2 separate regions of the Anser cygnoides genome follow, and region 1 is linked to region 2. The links are chromatin contacts, called in public Hi-C maps. All regions are on one chromosome and are shown on one strand. Each heading gives the region's core, a stretch centred on a gene start, on an enhancer-like site or on the middle of the called end of the contact. The rest is flanking DNA. Distances are from core to core; before and after follow the strand shown. Region 1 overlaps LOC125184567 (a long non-coding RNA gene). Region 2 holds the start of SPRY1 (sprouty RTK signaling antagonist 1).

What was found. Hi-C and Micro-C count contacts between places; a contact is called where the count stands out from the background.
Region 1: a contact with region 2 is called in a Hi-C map of granulosa cells, with 3 times the contacts expected there. The contact joins the enhancer-like site here to the promoter of SPRY1 in region 2. A contact is called at or near these places in 4 of 7 Hi-C or Micro-C datasets (granulosa cells and liver).

What each region holds. Positions count from the first base shown.
Region 1 is chr4:35,116,606-35,121,421 of Taihu_goose_T2T_genome, forward strand. The region is part of intron 2 of LOC125184567 (a long non-coding RNA gene); the gene reads right to left. All of the region lies in intron 1 of LOC125184565 (a long non-coding RNA gene), which reads right to left. Among named protein-coding and RNA genes, the nearest start is that of ANKRD50, 180 kb to the right of the region's middle. Within about 2 kb of position 1,891, at least 2 of the 3 cell types and tissues checked have open chromatin away from gene starts, as enhancers often do.
Region 2 is chr4:34,775,922-34,780,645 of Taihu_goose_T2T_genome, forward strand. SPRY1 (sprouty RTK signaling antagonist 1) reads left to right here and starts at 3,259. Exons shown (of 2, transcript XM_066995968.1): 1 at 3,259-3,415.

The DNA of each region.
Region 1 (4,816 bases), core at 641-3,140, 340 kb after region 2:
AGCTCTTCAAACCCTGCATCCAGTCGTAAATTGAGCTATCTGAGTTCTGCCCCTTCACTTATGTATGTCATATAACCAGGAAACGGGAATTATACAAACTGCCTCTGGCTGCTGTAGCTAAGCAAAACACTGCACAGGCTTACTGCAACAAACTAAAGAATTCCTTAGTAACCTGGAATGCAAATTAAATGAGATGGTTTCCCCTTTCTGATGATAGATGTCTTGCATGAAGAAAAAAGCTAGCATTTGAGCACACAATTATGTGTGAATTCCTCACTGAGCTGTACTTAGTGTGTTTTAAGATGGTTCCAGTATCCTAGTCAGACACTTAAAACCAAAACATAAACTCAATTTTTTACTTTTTTTTCCCCTGAAGTAGTTGGATATATTACCATGTAGAGGCACACAAATCTGTACAAATTTATGTATATGTTTTAATTCAGTTTATTTGTTGATTTATCCATTCCACCTCTTTGAAGAAAACAGAACTAATGGCTCTTCAAAAGCCGTGTTTGTGCCAGAGGATGACAGCTACAGACACTCACTTTATATGGGCAGTGGTCAGCTCCCTGGACTTCCCACACAAAACTCTCTGTCTTGTTTTAAAGCCTGCATGCAATAAGTTAGTACCATCTAATTCCAGGAGCAAATGCAGTGCACAGCAAAGCAGCACACAGCACGTTTTGTCTGCACGTACCAAAATAGAGATCTTTTAAGATCTTTTATTTGGGGCATGGGGCTTAAAGAGAGGAAGTAGGTGTGTATTTTCAGGCACCCTGGCTTCTGTAGGGCTCAGCGCTGCTCCCACCCTGCTGCTCTCCTGCAGTCTTCTCCCAGCCAAGGGGGGGGTGAGGCTCGCAAGCCTTCCTTGCGGGCTCTCATCAGCATCACTCTGGGGGTCAAGCAACAGGGTGTGATCTCAGCTGCCTCCTTCCTTCCTTGCTTCCTTCCTTCCCTCTGCTCTGCGGGGACCCAGGGCCCGATGTAAATCCACTGACGTCAACGGGAGTCTGATCAAAGGGGCCTGGATTAGACCCCAAGGGCACTGCCTCCCAGAACTATTTATGGCAAATTGATGTGACTTCGGGGAAATGTCCTGACTTTGAAATTAAACAATCTAATTTTAAATATCAGGTGGAGCAATCTTCTCTTTAGGTCCTGATCCAGGAAATCATTGAGTACTTATTTAACTTTAAGCATCTTGTTAAGTTCTATGCTGTCCAATGCGAGCCCAGAATAAGAGCATTACGCAAGTTCACAAGTCCTTGGTTTAAGTACATAATTAAAGGTAAGCATGTGGCTAAGTGTTTTGCTGAATAGAGATGAAATTACTTGCATGCTTAGATGCTGTGCTGAACCAAGGAACAGGGGCTGCTTTGTGCTTGCTGAGAGCAGAGAACAGGGAGCACGTACGAAGAAGCAGCGCAAATAAGAGAGAAAGGCACTGAGGAAACTTGAGGAGCAGACGTTTCTTTGAGAAATCAGGACTTCAAGACCTGCTGGAGAAATATTGATGGGTATAGGGAAGCCTGTGCACGCCCTGTCACTATGAGTGATTTCTGCAGGCTTTCCCCTGGCTGGCTTCTCCTCAGTCTCCGTTACTTTTCTAGGGCAGATTTGCAGGGATGCTAAGGCACATGTGGTTAAACACAGAGTACGAAGAAAAGTTGGCATAAAAAAAAAAAACAAGACGGAAAACAACCTGAAATACACCGAGGAGCTTATAGCTGCTGGCTATTCCATTCCTTCTGCAAGGTGGCCGGAGAGACCCGGCGGCCCTTAACTTAGCTACGCGGGCGCCCCCCCAAATCTGCAGCTGCTCCCGGAGCAGGACGAGCACCGCGGCCGGGCGCCGCCGAGCGGGGACGCGGAGGAGGGCAGGGCTGCGGTGGGAGCCTCCGGCCATGCCGGGCCGTGCCGTGCCGCGAGGGCCCCCTGCCGCTGCCGGCCTGCAGGGCCAGCCCGGGACTCGCGGCCTCCACCGCCCCCTGGCGAGCTGCGGCCGGCTCTTCGCTGCAAGGCTCGGGGGGCCGAGAGAGCCCTTCGCCTTTTGTGCTTCTGGTTTAGATGCTCGGAGCCTTTTACAGCAAGCGATGCTCAAACGCAGGCTCGCCGCGCTGCTAAGGCGGGGGTGCTGCTGGGCGCGACGGCACGCTGTGTCTCGGTTAGCTGCCGTGCCTTCGGTTATCGCGCGGCCCGCCGAGCATTGCCGAAACAAACCTGCAGCCCCCCCCGGGACGGGAGAGCTGCACAGCCCTCACATCCACGTGGAGGGTGAGAGCGGTGCCCTGTGCCACCAGCTAAACCCTCCCAGGTTCCTGCGTTAACTTCACACCGGTGCTGGGACTGCCAGGCGTGCGGGAACACGTCCTCCATGGAGTCACGGCAGGGGTTGCAAGGCACTGCCACGGTGCAACGCCACGCAGCGCACAGGCAGGATTTGGTCACCTTGCCACGCTGCAGTAACAGAAAGAGGCAGCAGTAAGAGGAAGGACAGATTAACACAGAAGCAGACTGGTGTGAGAACAGCATGGTGGTGGTGGACACTGCAGCTCGGACAGTGCGGGATGCCCAGATTGAAACCTCAGGTCATGTAAAACACTGTAGCCACGTGAACTTTAGCTCCAGTGACTCACACAGGACCCGGGTCATCACTCTGTGGCGCAGCAGCTCAAGCAGTGGCACATAGCCACCAGCCCATGGATGGAGTTGAGGAGGGAGCCCTCCAAAAGGCCTCCCTCCTGCAGGACGTGCTTTTCAGGAGCACAGCCTTCCCTCAGTCACAAGATCAGTTTCTGGGTGATGGTCACAGACACAGAAATATCACCCACACTTCCTCCCCGACAGAGCCACCCAGTGGTTTTTCTCATAAGGAGGAGGAAAAAAAGTTGTAAGAAAAACATAGTAGCAAGCACTACTATGTTTTTCTTACAACTTTACTACTATGACCCCTGCAAAACATTTGCTGGATGATCCTCCTCTTGATCCTCTGGTCCCACCCTGGTGAAATTAAGAGTTATCTCGACAAACTGAAGCTGTTGTTGGACCCCCCTCTGCAGACCAGCCGCGGGGCAGGGTGAGGGAGCAGAGCCAAACCTTGCAGGTGCACCCCAGACGGCAGCTCCTGGGGGCCTCACCCCCAAAGGAGGACAAAGAGGGAGAGCAACACACCACTGGGTATCACAGTGTCAACAAGCACAAGAGGTTCAGATGGGCTTTTTGAGAAATGCTCATTCAAAATATTTAATGCAGCGCAGCATGCATATACCAACAGGACAGGGCTACGCACACAGAGGGCCCATTCCTGGTCTGACACCCAGCTTAGTGTCCAAAGACACTTTCCTTCAAACGCTGTGCACTCGGATTTACTAGGCAGCTTTATGGACTGATACTTCCTTACACTTTACCAGTCTGATTAATTCAGCTGGCACCTCTGATCCCACTTCCACCACTAACCTTTTCTCTTGAATGGGATGACTCTGTAGTCTCACCATTCATGTGTTTGAGTCAGATCTTACATCAAAGATGTCCTGGGTTTTATACTGTCAGAAGCAATTTTGTCCCAGAAGAATGAAGATTGTGATTATCCCAGAAGGAAAGCTGTCAACTCAGCTCTATGTAGAAAAACTGCTGTCGACAAAAGCTTATATTGGACACCCTTTGGCAGACTGCCCTCCTAAAAAAAAAGTCCACTGTTACCTACATGAAAGACTTTGTCTAAGAGCATTTGGGTGTTTGCCGACTTGGTTCATACAGCAAATTCAGATGAGAAGGAAAGGAATAAGAATATCATGTCTTTCATAAGCATTCCAGTTCAGGACAATGCACAGAAAAGCAATAACGGTGTAAGGAAAAGACCGGTTTGGAGAAGGGACAGACAGACGCTGAGCTTTGATGATGCCTTAATTCTCAGTTAGATACAAAACACTACTGGATCACACACTCCCCAAAAGTGACTAAGCCTCCGTTCAGGCTCTCCAAAGGCCTCCTTTTCTCATTTCACCAGCTTTTGCCCAAAAGTCACCACCGTGGGTGTCTGTGCTTCAGAGGACAACACCATGCCACTATCTGCCAGGGAGGCAGCCGTGGTGGCTGTCTTTCGCACAGCATCACGCAGTAAGCTCTCACCTGTGAGTGGGCTGACAGTGAGCTGGTTGGGAAACACCACCCACCATATGCTGTTATCATCCCAGCAGCATTTCTGTCATGCTGTGGAGGGGAAGAACATCTCTTTTTGCAAGGGGAGTTGCTTCTGTTCTGCATTTCAGACTGGGGAGTCGCAGTGGTTGCTTTTCATGTGTTTAGGAGCGTGTGACACTTCCCAGCCCTATAAACCAGGTTTGTCTCCAGCTGAGCCAGTGTGGCCATCCAGGAATCTACATGCCAGTGAAGTCTCAACAGGTTCTTTTCCTTTTGACTTTTTTCTAAACCTACCCCAGAAGAAAATGCTGCCAATGAGCAAACCTAGCTTGTCCATATTGATACAAGGTCTATGGAGCTTTGAAGCTCTCCAAGCACAGTGAAATACCCTGTCCCCATAGTAATAATGCCTAAGAACAAGGATCTTGGTTATGATTTAATGGAGCACTTAGGCAAGACCTTAATACCCACTCATTTCAAGAGGACCAAGTACAAGCTTACAGTAAAATATGCATTTAAGTGTTTTTACCTTTTACTGATTCTAGACTTAATTGCACAAAGTGCAGTAAAGGATAAGGAAAAAAGTAAAAGGTTGTGAAGAACGTAATAGTAAGAAAACTGAGCAAATGTAAGGTGTGTAGGACCATTAGTTATTTTGAAAATATTACAATGTGAA
Region 2 (4,724 bases), core at 2,009-4,508:
GTAGGCCTACTATCTTAAAAATCCGCAATTACAGCGGTCTTCTCCTAAAGAATGCATGCTGTCTCCCTGTGCTCGGTTTGAGGCTCTCCGAGCACATTGTGGGGCCTGAGCTTTCCAACACTGGCACCTACAAAGTGCACCGTCGGAGCTTCTGCCACACGAAGGCATTGGGAGCTGCAGAGCCCCGCTGTTCCTCACAGCGCCTGCCCCGGCAGGCTTCTGGCTGCACAGCATGGGGGAACGCGGCCTACGCGTGCTAGGGGTAAGACGGCCGGCACAGCGGTTTTGTTTATAACTGTATCCGGCTATAAATGCTAACGTGCATTGTTGTTTTCTAAATCGCTTTTAAATTCCCGTATAACTTCAGCATTGTTGTTACAGCTGTGAAGGCTGGTTATTAACTGACAAGTACCTTGCGCAAAGGTAGACGCTTTCTGTGCTGAGTTTACTCAAAGCCATATTGGCTCAAGATAGTTATCACCAAGGAAGATGAGTGACGGGAACAGTAATATCGAAGCCTTCAAGTATAGGCCTTGTCACCTGTTTGGTCTGAAATGATAGCGTGTGATGATAGACAGGATAGATTTTGCTTTTCACAAACCAAGCCACCTCGCACCGCTCGGGAGGCGGAATGAGGTGCCAACGTCTGGGACCGGGTACGTGTCCCCGTTCTCAGCTGGGAGCTGTGCCCTAGCAGGAGCCAGGAGATGCTGCTTAGGGGAAAATACAAAGGTATTCCCAGGTGGGATGCAACACAGCAGCACTGTCACTAAGTACTGATAGTGGGAGGACCATGATTTATTCAATCCATCTTCACAGAGGTGTAGTTCATTACCTATAAAGCTCAATCAAGTGACTTAGGAAAGCTGCTTCTGGGTGTGGATTAGGAAAAAAGGAAAAAAAAAAAAACCAACGGAACAACCATGGGCTTTGCTTTTATTCTGTGCAACATGTCTTCTGGCACCCTGAAGCTTGCACAAGGGAGAAGCAGTATACGACTGCAGAACATGGAGATTATCTCCTGTACATGATCCTCAAAGTGAAAGCGGAAACGGGGACTGAATCACGACTATCAGCAGTCATTCAGTCTCCTGGACCTAATTCTGGGAGGTTTGTCATGAGGATTAGCGCTGGGCACAGAGGGCTGGTCTCTCTTGACTTCTTTTATTGTCAGTAGAACAGAGAGGCTTCCTCGGAGGACAGTTTGGATTCCCGTCTGTCTGTCAGTGCTCAAATTAAGGTTGTGCCAGGATGTAGTCATAAGGTGTGTCAGTCCTCTTCCAAGCTGCCAACTTTTTCTCCAGAATTTTAGCTCTCCTTTTTCTAACAAAAGCTTCTTACTGCTATCATTTCCAAGAAAAATCTAATGAGATGACTTGCGTGAGATGCAGGCATGTTTGCTTGAATCTGTGGAGAGCCTTCTGATTTAGCTGTAGGGTTTTGCCTCGTTTCAGTGAAGTGCTCGTCCTGGTGCCAAGTGATAGTAAACCGCTGCCAGGATTCTTGATTATTTTACTGACCCATTTAAGCCTAGTATTGTATTTCTAAAATCAAGCTGTTACGCTTGGCATAGTTTTTTAAGGTAGTACCCGCTTTGGAGATGTGCATTAAAAGGTGTTAAGCAATGTTTTCACAGCAGTTTCCTAGGAAAGAAACACACTGACTTGTGTGAGAAGACAGTCGGTTGCTAGATGCGAGTGTGCCTGGCCGTGCAGCAGAGCCCCGCTGACCCCAGCAGCACGGTTATCTGCAGTTTATCTGCAGTTTACCTACTGCTGCCGCCGATGCTCCTCCTGTCGACACCGCTGCAAGAATTAGTACGTGTAGCACACCTACATAATGCTGTTTTTTCATCTTTACTTAAAACAGAGGGCTGTTTTTTTGTGTGTGAAATAAAGCTAAAATATAGTGGGAGATGATAGATTTGCACAGCGAAGCGCTACACTCCCGTAGTAACTTCTGTTAATTTTTGCTGGTTATTTTTGTTCTTCAGTAGGAATTACTGTTAGTTGGAAGAGTGGTAGGTTCCAAAGGGTTCAGGTGGGTTTCAGAAATTCCAGAAGTTACTTTTTTGCTTTCTGCTTGTGGTGTGTCTGAGAGTGCTTTTGGTGAGAAATCACATTTTCTAATCCCCCTTGCAAAATTAATGATGAACTGGCATATTTTATGGCCATGTTTGTCACTTGAAGCCTCTGTGATGGGAAGTTCATCTGTATGATTGATAGTTCGTCTGTATCAGATGATACAACAGAATGATATATCAGAATTGATAGTTCATCTGTATTTATTTCATGGAGAAATACATTGTTGAAATTTTTTTTTTTTGTATAGTGATGGAAATGGAAAATGTAGTTTGGCTATTTTCTTTCCAAGGCTGGTGAAGATTAATGAAAAATAATTGCACTGGGACAGTGAGTGTGATCTGGGTGGACAGAGGATGTCACAGTAGAATACCTTTGCACGGGTATTTTCTTGTTTGTAAGGATTATTTGGTCTTGGATGGAGGTTCCTTTTAAGCAGTTTTGAGTTATTTGTAGTGTGTGTGTGTGTTTAATTTGGGACAAAAGGTGGGAGATCTTCAGTTTCCTGTAAGAGATTGCAAAAAGCCAGTTAGAATATTTTGGATAAACATGGGACTTTAGGGATGGTTAGCCAAGTCCTAAAAAGCCTCGCATGTCCCAGTGCGTCGCATATTCTTAGAAATAACTCCCAAAATGCTGATTTCTTTTAATATCATTTTTCCCGCGTTCTTCAAGTTGCCTCTAAATGACCTGTGGCCACGCGATAGGTAGCACATACACAGAAATGAGGGCTGTGAGGACAGCGCTGCGATTCCTCCACTGATCAACATGTGACGGGAACCTGCAAGGCAGGCGGGTCAACGCCGAGCTTCGACACCGAGCAGCGGCTTCCCTCTTACCGGCAGGGCCCCAGCCCTGCACCCCCGACACCCCTGCCCCTGGCACCCCTGCCCCCTCCGTGCGGGCCGGGCCCCTCGGGGCTCCCGCTCCCCCTGCTGGCCGGGCCGGGGGCGGCCACCCGCGGCCGAGCCGGGCCGGGCCGTGCCGAGCCGGGCCGGGCCGAGCCGTGCGGGAGGGAGGCGCGGGGCCGCCCCGTGCCGGGAGGGACGCGGGGCGGGAGGCGGGCGGGCGGGCGGCGCGGCCCCCGCGGGCTGGAGCCGTGCGCGGGCGGAGTCCAGTCCGGGATTTCGGGGGCGCCGCGCGGTGACACATCGGCATCACGGGGGCGCGGCCGGGCGGCGGGCGGGGGCTGCGCGCTGAAAGGCGGCGGAGCGCGGCCGCGCTCACTCCGGCGCGGCGGCGGGACGGCGCCAGGCTGCCTGCACTGCCCGGGCTGGACTCCGCGCCGGGGCCGCCAATGTGCCCCGGCAGGCAGGCTCTCACCTCGCCCTCCGGTAAGCTGCGCGCCTGCGGGGCCGGGTCAGGTGCGGGGACGGACGGGCGGAGAGGGAGGGAGAGGGAAGGGGGCGGCGGGGCGAGCCCCGGAGCCGCTGCGCTGCAGCCGCGGGCGCTCCGCGTTGGCCGGCGCCGATCGCCTGGCGGCGAGGCGGCGGCCGGGCTCGCAGCCTGTCACCCGGCCGCCGACGGCAGCGCCGAGCACATGGCAGCCGCCCGCCGCACGGCTCCGGCCGCAGCCGGCCCCGCAGCCCCGCTCCCCGGCTGCCCCCCGCGCTGCGGGGCCGCGCTCAGCCCTCGCCGGTGCCGGGAGCGAGCCGCGGAGCCGCCTCGGCGAGGCGCGAGCTGTTTTATCGGCGCTATTACCGCTTTTACTATCGCTATCGCTACTTTTTATTATCGCTGTTGGTGCGTTTTTCGCCTCGGGCGGCCGGGCAGAGCGCTGCCCCTGGAAGCAGCCGCGGGGGAGCGAGGGGCAGGCGACCCCCGAGGGGCGGCGGGGTGGGCTGGGAGCCCGGCCCGCCGCAATTAGCGCCTCCCGGCGTCATTAAGGAGGTAATTGGTTTCGGGGCGTGCTTTTTGCGCCTGTAAGCGGCGGGGCGAGCAGGTGCCGGGCGGCGCGGAGCGGGGCGGGGGGCGAGGTCCGCGGCGGCGCCCTGACAGAGCCCGGGCGGCCCTTAGCGGCCGGTGGTGCCCGGCGGCCGTGGGGCTCCGGACAGACCCCGCGGGGGCTGGGGGGGGGGAAGGAGCCGTGCCGAGCCGTGCCGAGCCGTGCAGAGCCGTGCCGGCTGCCCGCAGCCGTCTGCGGGGATTCCCCGCCCCGGCAGCGGCCGTGCCGCCGTGCGCTGGCGCTTTAAACGCCGGGAAGTCCGCCCTCCGCAGGGAGCAGCGACCTCGGGCTGCGCCCTCCCCCCGCAGAAGGCGGGGGGGAAGCCCTTGTTTTCATTCATAACTTTTTTTTTCTCCTTTTTTTTTTTTTTTTCCCCTCCTCTTCCTTCCTCCCCGTCAGCTGCGCGCCCCGCCAGGCTCGCAGGGGGCGCCGCCCGCCGCAGCAGCTCGGGGCCGGGGCTCGGCCAGCCCCGGAGCGGTGCGGAGCCGCCGGGTCCCTCGCCCCGTCCTGCCTCATGCGGCCCCGTGTGCCGGGGGGCGGCGAGGGCCGGGGGTGCCCTCCTCGCCGCTTCCCTCGGCCCCTGCCGCCCTCTGCCTGCCCCGCGGCCGGGCTCGGCGGTCTGCGCGCGGCGCTGGTGCCGCGCTTTGCCCCGAAGATGGCACTGGCTGTCCGTCGCGTTTCCGTGGGATGTTATTTTG